Linked DNA regions of Mus musculus: region 1 is linked to region 2. Evidence: chromatin contacts called from public ChIA-PET data. All regions are on one chromosome and are shown on one strand. Each heading gives the region's core, a stretch centred on a gene start, on an enhancer-like site or on the middle of the called end of the contact. The rest is flanking DNA. Distances are from core to core; before and after follow the strand shown.

Region 1 (3,595 bases), core at 836-3,335, 550 kb before region 2:
GATACTTATTGTCTGGGTGAGGTAGCCCCACCCCCACCCCCCAGTGGAATTCGGCTGGTAGCCTCATTTCCTAAAGGTGCTACAGAAGAACACTGGAAAGATGCTGGTAATGTTGTCCTTAAAAGCAACTGCTTAAAAATACAACTAACTGCAGAGTCTGCGGCACACAGTTCCGGTGAACAAGGTGAACAGCAAATAGAGGCTGCAGGGATTTCCAAGTCTATTCAGCAGCCGTGAACACAGGCTGCCATCCATTCTGTAAGTCAATGCAATGGAAAGTTTACCCTGTGGTATTATTTAACCTTTTCTTTTTCTTCTTCAGTTCTAGAAAATTAGGCAAAAAAGCATGTTTGTTTGTTTTTTTATTTTAGTCAGTGTTTCCTCAAACAAGAGGAGGACTATGTCCTCAAAGCTAGTTCTGCCTCACACCCATAGCTATGTACTGGGGTTGGGAACAAACAAAAGTGTCCCTCACATTTCACAACTTCAGCTTTTTAAGGGACACTGGTGGTCTCTACTAAAATTAGGGTGTCTCTAGCCAGGAGGTGACCTACATTTGGCTGCTTTGCCCACTGGTAACTTGTGATTTCTTCTCCTTCTAATGTATAAGAATACATTAGCTAGAATTGTTGCCAAGATTGTTCTTGATCACGCAGACCCTCTTACGTAACTACACTATTATATAACTCCTTTATGGATTGAATAAAGCTGTTGGTTTCCAGACCTTGAGAATTAGCTTCAATACAAAATAAGTCTGACCTAAAGTTGTTAGTAAAATAACCTCAATTAGAGCATTATTCATATAAATGTACTTTATTGTTTTAAACAGAACAAAAGAAGAGGCAGAAACATTTACATATAAGTCCTAGCTTATAAACATAGTTTTTAGTGGTGGCATCTCTAACACGTCATTCAGGGACTGTTTCCTTTTGCCTCCTTGTACTGTAAGCACTGACACTAGAAAGCACATCTGGTGGACATGTGTCTCCAGAACTGAAGGAACTTGGAGAATAAACATGATTCTTCTTAGTTCCTCTAAGAAATCTTTAGTAAGACAAAAAATGATCTTTGGCATAGATTCATACTTTAAAGGCATTGATATGCATTTATATCAGGTAAGCAACTATACAGATCTGCTGAGAGCTTTGAAAAGAATCTTTTATCAGCAAAAAGAAATAGGGGGAGCCTGAGTATTCAGGGTCAACTTAAGATTTACAAGTTCAGTGTTGGGATTGGACATACTAGATGTGGGAAGAACATCCAGGAAGAAGGCCTCACTCCTGTATTCGTCTGGTTCCTGATTTCTGAAAGAAGCATTTGTATACTGGGAAATGCTTATACAGCCAGGATAAATGCAAAAAAAAAGGAAAGTCACTTTTACACTAACTTTGCCCAATAGGAAACATGCCTTTCTGATAAATAGATACCATACTCATTATTCTTGAATACTTCGTATTTATGGAAGGATGAAAAATGCTTGGTTGTAGTTGATTAAAAGCAACTGGGAACTATAATAGTTCCTACTGATTTTTCCCTAGAAGCACCAGAAGTATAATCTGCAAATGCTAGTCTCCCAGACAAGATTGCCTTTCCATTCAAGTCTCTTAAGGAGCAAGCCCTAATTCTTAAGTCTCAATTTTGAATGAACCTTTCAAAGTTACAAGCAAAGTCAAGTGTGGTGGTAGGAGCTAACAGGCTGACACAGGTAGATCACTTGAATCCATAAGTTCAAGACTAGCCTGGACAACATAAAGAGACCCAGTCTCAAAATTTAAAAAAAAGAAAAAAGTGGGGGATGGAGGGATTACAGACAAACACATACCTATGTATCTTTAAAGTCTTGTTTAAAGAAGCATACAGAAGAAGACTGCCAAAGCCTAGGATGATTTGGTTAAAAGTAAATGCAGCACTTCAGCTCAGAAATTAAAGAAAATAAGGGCGAAGAATGAATGCCAAGGCCTCAGCACAGACATCTACTGGCAGTGACAAAGCATAGAAAATCTGGGAGTGGCCCCACTGGGAGGATGGGCAGGATAACACCCCAGTGACTCTGTTCCTCTAGTGACAGAGCACCAGTGTGTTTACAGGATGGTTACCTTGGCAACCAAACAAGGCAGGATGTGAGACAGGAAGTTTCCATAACACATACTAGTTAGTGGCATGGTAAAAACAGAAATAATGATTTCCTCACAACAGTGAAAGTTGGTTTCCCATTGTGAGGAACTAGGGTTACACTGGGAGAAAGCAGGAAATGAATCCAGGCCGCACAAGCTAGAACTCTCCAGAGACCACTTTTTCCTGCAGCAATGATGCACAGCCCAGAGAAGGTAGGCAGGGTCAGCAGCAGGGGGGGAAACCCAAAATAACTTTGGAAGCACAGTTATTTAGACTTGCCTCAGCTCTAGGTCTTGAGAGCCTATAGTGGGGAAAGGGAGTTGGTGAACCGTAAACACAGAAATGACCCCCGGGGCAGAGCAGGGCTTCCGGCTAGTGTTCACGCTTATTCTGAGCTGCTGTAAAATCCATGGGAGAGAGTGCGCATAGTAACTGAAAGTACAGGGTTTATAGAGAGACACATTTCAAAGTGCCCATGACAAGAGTATAAATGTTCCTTTCTGGTGTGTGAAGCCAGGGATTGATGTTTCCATTCCTGACAACTCTGAATGGCTTCTGGAACTCAAGATGGTTCTCTTCTCTTTAGCAGAGGTGTATGTACCAGCCAGATTTGACGAGGTGCCTACTGGTACCAGGGAGTCTTTCTGACCCAGCGCAGAGTAAAGCCAGCATCTGTTCGGATTTTGATTGAAGCAGCTTCAGCCTCTCGCACAGTCTCCTTCACAGACTGCATGAGGTTCTGGGCATTATGAACCAGCATCTCTGTGGCCTGCAATAGGAGAGCCCTGTTACTATAGCCCCTAACGCAGCACTCGCTGCCAGGAGTGGGCTGCAGTTAAGCCCTATACCCGATCCCCCTGCTCCACCAGTAGTTTAACTACATAAACAGCAATGTTTATACAATTTGGCTTGTATATCAATGACTGCACTGTGTCTTTGTATGGCTGACAGCATGCACTGGTTTTGAAAGGTGGTGTTCTTTTAGGACTCCTGCTATGTCCTCTACCTGTAACACTTTTCTTCCAAGTATGCCAGACTCCCCCTCCAGTGTCCAAGCATTCTTTACTTGAAGATATTTTTCTTCATAAAATCCATCATAAATTTATGCTATATATTATACCTAGATTGCTTGGGGGTGGGAGTTTTTTTCTTAGTTGGCATTTGCTTTTGGTGTTTGGGGGAGGGGGTAGTTTAGTTTAATTTATCTGTCTGTATTCTTTAAGCTCCATAGGGCAGAGATTTTTGTTAGTTTTTTCACTGCTCTCCACTATTTAGTACAGGATGCATTTCAAAAGCAATGAATGAAAATAATCAAGCTAATCGACCCTTAAAAATGGTACATTATTTTTCAAAACACCAAACTAGAAGATGGGGATCTAGTTGGCTGTCTACTCACACCCAGACAACTCAAGTATTTTTTTAAGATGTATTTATTATGTATACAGTGTTCTGCCTGCATGTATGCCTACAGGCTAGAAGA
Region 2 (3,457 bases), core at 743-3,242:
AAAAAAAATCCTTACTGTTTATGAGTCATCTGATTTTTGACAAGGATCAAAGGGATAAACGTTTTTTCCTTCCTTCCTTTTGATTGTTTTTGAGAAAGGATTTCTCTGTGTAGCTGTCCTGGAACTCATTCTGTAGAACAGACTGAATAATAGACCTTTCAACAAACCTTGCTAGAACAATTGGATAGCCACATGCAAAAGAGTAAAGTTGAAGCTCCAGTTCATATCATATAAAGTGAGTTTAAACTGTGTTGTGGGACATGCCTCTAATTCCAGTACAAATGCCGGTATGGCAGGAGGCTCAGGAACTGGGAGGCTGTCCTGGCTACACAGCAAGGCTAAAGTCAACAAAATCGACAGCACTCAGGAGGTAGAGGAAGAAGGATCAGTTCAAGCTCATCTGTGGTCGCACAGCAAGTTTTGAGGTCAGCTTGAGCTATATGAAGACCCAGCCTCAAACACTTTAAAATGGATCAGAGATCTAAAGAACTTCAATGCTTAGAATATATAAATCTTCATGAATTTGTACAATGTTTTCTTAGATATTACACGAGTAGCACAAATGTTGGCTTTCACACCAACTTGGGCAGCCATGTGCAGAGACTCCCCTTGTATGAAGCACCTAGAGACCTCCAGCTGCCAGGCTCCACCCCACAGGCTACTCGAACAGAAGAGTGGGAGTGGCCAGGCCCCGCCCTACAGAAAAAGAAGCTCATGATCTGGCCACCCTGGAAAGGTCTGCACCTCCCCGCCAAGACACCGGATAGAAAGCCTGCTTTCTGCTCACTTCTTCACTGCTTCTTTGCCAAGTCTATTCTGTAAGGTTTGATGTGTGGTGTGACTCTGCTATTCCTTGGCTCCAGGAATACCAGAGGATTCCAGGATACCTTTTACTTCTGGGATGTAACAATGAAAACAAAAAACTACCTTCTTTCAATTTTTTTTTTTTTTTTTTTTTTTTTTTTTTGGCTTTTTGGCTTTTTGAGACAGGATTTCTCTGTGTAGCCCTGACTGTCCTGGAACTCACTCTGTAGACCAGCCTGGCCTCGAATTCAGAAATTCAACTGCCTCAGCCTCCTAAGTGCTGGGATTAAAGGTGTGCGCCACCACTGCCTGGCTTACCTTATTTTAAATTTTATGTTTCAAATATCAAGTGAAAGTGCCTTGGGCCTGTGAGATGGCCCAGTGGTAAATGGGCCTTGCAGCCAAGCCTGGAAAACACAGTGGCATTCTCTCAACCTACATGGTGGAAAGGGAGCACTGTCTCCTCTTCCAAGTTGTCCTCTGACCTCCACATGTGCCCACACTCAGAAATATATCTTATACAAATAAACTTTTTTAAAAACTGTAGTATAGTGGAATTGGCGTGTGCTGAGGTGTGAAGGCATTTGTCTCCATGCCTTACCCAAGTGTTTACCGTGGAGCCTTATGACCTGAATTCCATCCCTGAAAATCACATGGTAGAGGAAGGGAAACAATCCCTACAAGTCATGCTCAGGCTTACATACCCAAATACAATTTTGTCGTGAAAGTGAAAGCCATGGTGGAGAGCTGGCTCAGTCAGGTGCAAATGCCAGCCTGTAATTCTATCACTGAAAATGCATACGTGAATCCCAGGAGCTCACTGATCAGCCATTCTTGCCTTACTGCCCATCAGTCCCAGTAAGACCAACCTTAAAAAAAAAAAAAAAAAAAAAAAAAAAAAAAAAAAAAAGAGGTGAACATTTGGTTGACCTGTAACCTCCATTCATCACTTCACTATGTCTCTGTGTATGTTTTCTTTCCATGTAAGTGCCTCAAATACTTAGTTCTATATATGGTGAGTTTAACACTAATGGACCAGTAGAACTTTGAACCCTGCTTAGTTTTGTTTAATTCAACTCCAGTTCTGTCTACTCACAATTCCCTATAGTCACATGAAACAAACCTAGGTTCTCAGGATCCCCGGAGGCCTGGAGCTCTCTATCTTTGAGTCCCTCTGCTCCGCCCACTTGCGCGGCTCCACCCAAAGCTGCAGTTCCTTTCTACAGTAGCACCACCTGGAGTAGATTTACCTCGCTGAGATATAGACACGTGTTAAAACTAGCTGAGCCACCTGAGGGGCGCAGCGTCCCGCCCGAGCTTGGGGGCGGTCCAAGCAGCTAGCACCCTCGCGCCGCCCATGCGCCACGCCCTCTGGCTCCATATTGCAGGAAAGCGGGCTAGGGTGTGACGCTGCTTTCTCGTTCAGGTGAGGACTCGCACCCCCTCCCCTTGCTGTTCTTCCGTCGGTCAGTCAGCTCGTTCCCAGTCCCTGGTCTGGTCTTCCAACCGTAGTCGTAGAGCCCCGCGCGTGTCCTAACGAGGTGGGCCTCCGGGTGGCGGACGCGGACTCGGACGCGTTTCGGGTGTTTGGGGTGGGTTGGGCATGCTTTCCCTGCGTGCTGGAGGACTGGGAAGGTCTGTGGGTAAATCACTCTGTTAGGCTTAGAGTGGGATGCCAGGCAGCAGTGGTACCCCGCTTTCGGTCAGTTGGGCCGCAAGTGGCGGACTTAAGGCCCGATGGTGGCCCTGGTGAAGCCCCTTGCCAGAAGGCCGACTAGCAGCTCCGAAAGCTGGCTTTGGCTAGTGACTAGACTTTTTGGTGACACAGCAAATTTAGAGGAACTTGAGGAATTTGTGCCGTGCTTAATGACATCTAGGGCAGAATTCACAAGCCTGATATGTAAGCTCCGGTTTAAAATTCTTGGAAACTATTCCAGTAACAATCTAGATTTTTTTTTCCTTGTCCTTGACCCATATCAGCCGTCTAGGTAAGCAAGATGCAGAGGGGAATGGCTAAACCAAGTGAAAAGACGAAAGGTATTTTACTGTTATCCATTACATTCCTTAATTGCTGCCAGGTGATAGCGAGCCATTCTGATAAAGCAATCTGCCCCAATTACAGTACAAGTGTAGTGAGCTACGGTTTAGGCCAGGAAATCATTAGAAACAAGTGGAGTAAATAATTTTGCTCCCGCAAACTTAAACCACCCTTTAGCCCTCGTGGTTAAGTAGAGGGCTACCTTCCCACGCAGAGGACTAAGCCCTGTTTCCCTGTTATCCTCAGTCATTGCTTTAAATGGCCCTTCCGGAACCTAGAGGCGGCTTTTGGGAAACTGTTTCTGTTCTTGCCTGGCCTAAGTCACACTTCCTGTTTCCCTTCCCAGTTTGTCACCGGTCCCCACCCCCAACCCCACCCTTAACTTCTTAGGCCTCTTGCCAGTTGAGAGACTGACATAGATCCACCCTTTTACTAACTGACTCACTGGGTGGAGATGGTTTGGAGAACCAAGATTGGATTTTCCAAGTTTTTCTAAAGGTTGTTTGTAACATTGTTAAAGGGAAAACAAAAGCTCTGGTTCACTCAGAAGAGTCCTGTTAACTTCAGCAGAGCTGAGTAATTTGTTGAGTCACCCTAGGGTTTGTTAGCCTTTTA

Evidence for each region. ChIA-PET counts read pairs in DNA pulled down with a chosen protein or histone mark.
Region 1: a contact with region 2 is called in an RNA polymerase II ChIA-PET map of memory CD8 T cells, with 6 read pairs. The contact joins the enhancer-like site here to the promoter of Anxa7 in region 2. A contact is called at or near these places in 2 of 39 promoter capture datasets (liver and pre-B cells), 1 of 115 datasets of contacts at active chromatin or transcription factors (memory CD8 T cells) and 1 of 9 other capture datasets (pancreatic islet).

Annotation. Positions count from the first base shown.
Region 1 is chr14:21,030,876-21,034,470 of GRCm38.p6, reverse strand. Vcl (vinculin) reads right to left here. Exons shown (of 21, transcript NM_009502.5): 21 at 795-2,884. The coding sequence ends at 2,738. It overlaps Ap3m1 (adaptor-related protein complex 3, mu 1 subunit), which reads left to right. Exons shown (of 9, transcript NM_018829.4): 9 at 1-729. Among named protein-coding and RNA genes, the nearest start is that of Ap3m1, 20 kb to the left of the region's middle. Within about 2 kb of position 2,085, at least 204 of the 459 cell types and tissues checked have an H3K27ac peak or open chromatin away from gene starts, as enhancers often do. A contact at or near this core is called in memory CD8 T cells, where this site is marked.
Region 2 is chr14:20,478,668-20,482,124 of GRCm38.p6, reverse strand. It overlaps Anxa7 (annexin A7), which reads left to right and starts at 1,992. Exons shown (of 13, transcript NM_001110794.1): 1 at 1,992-2,230.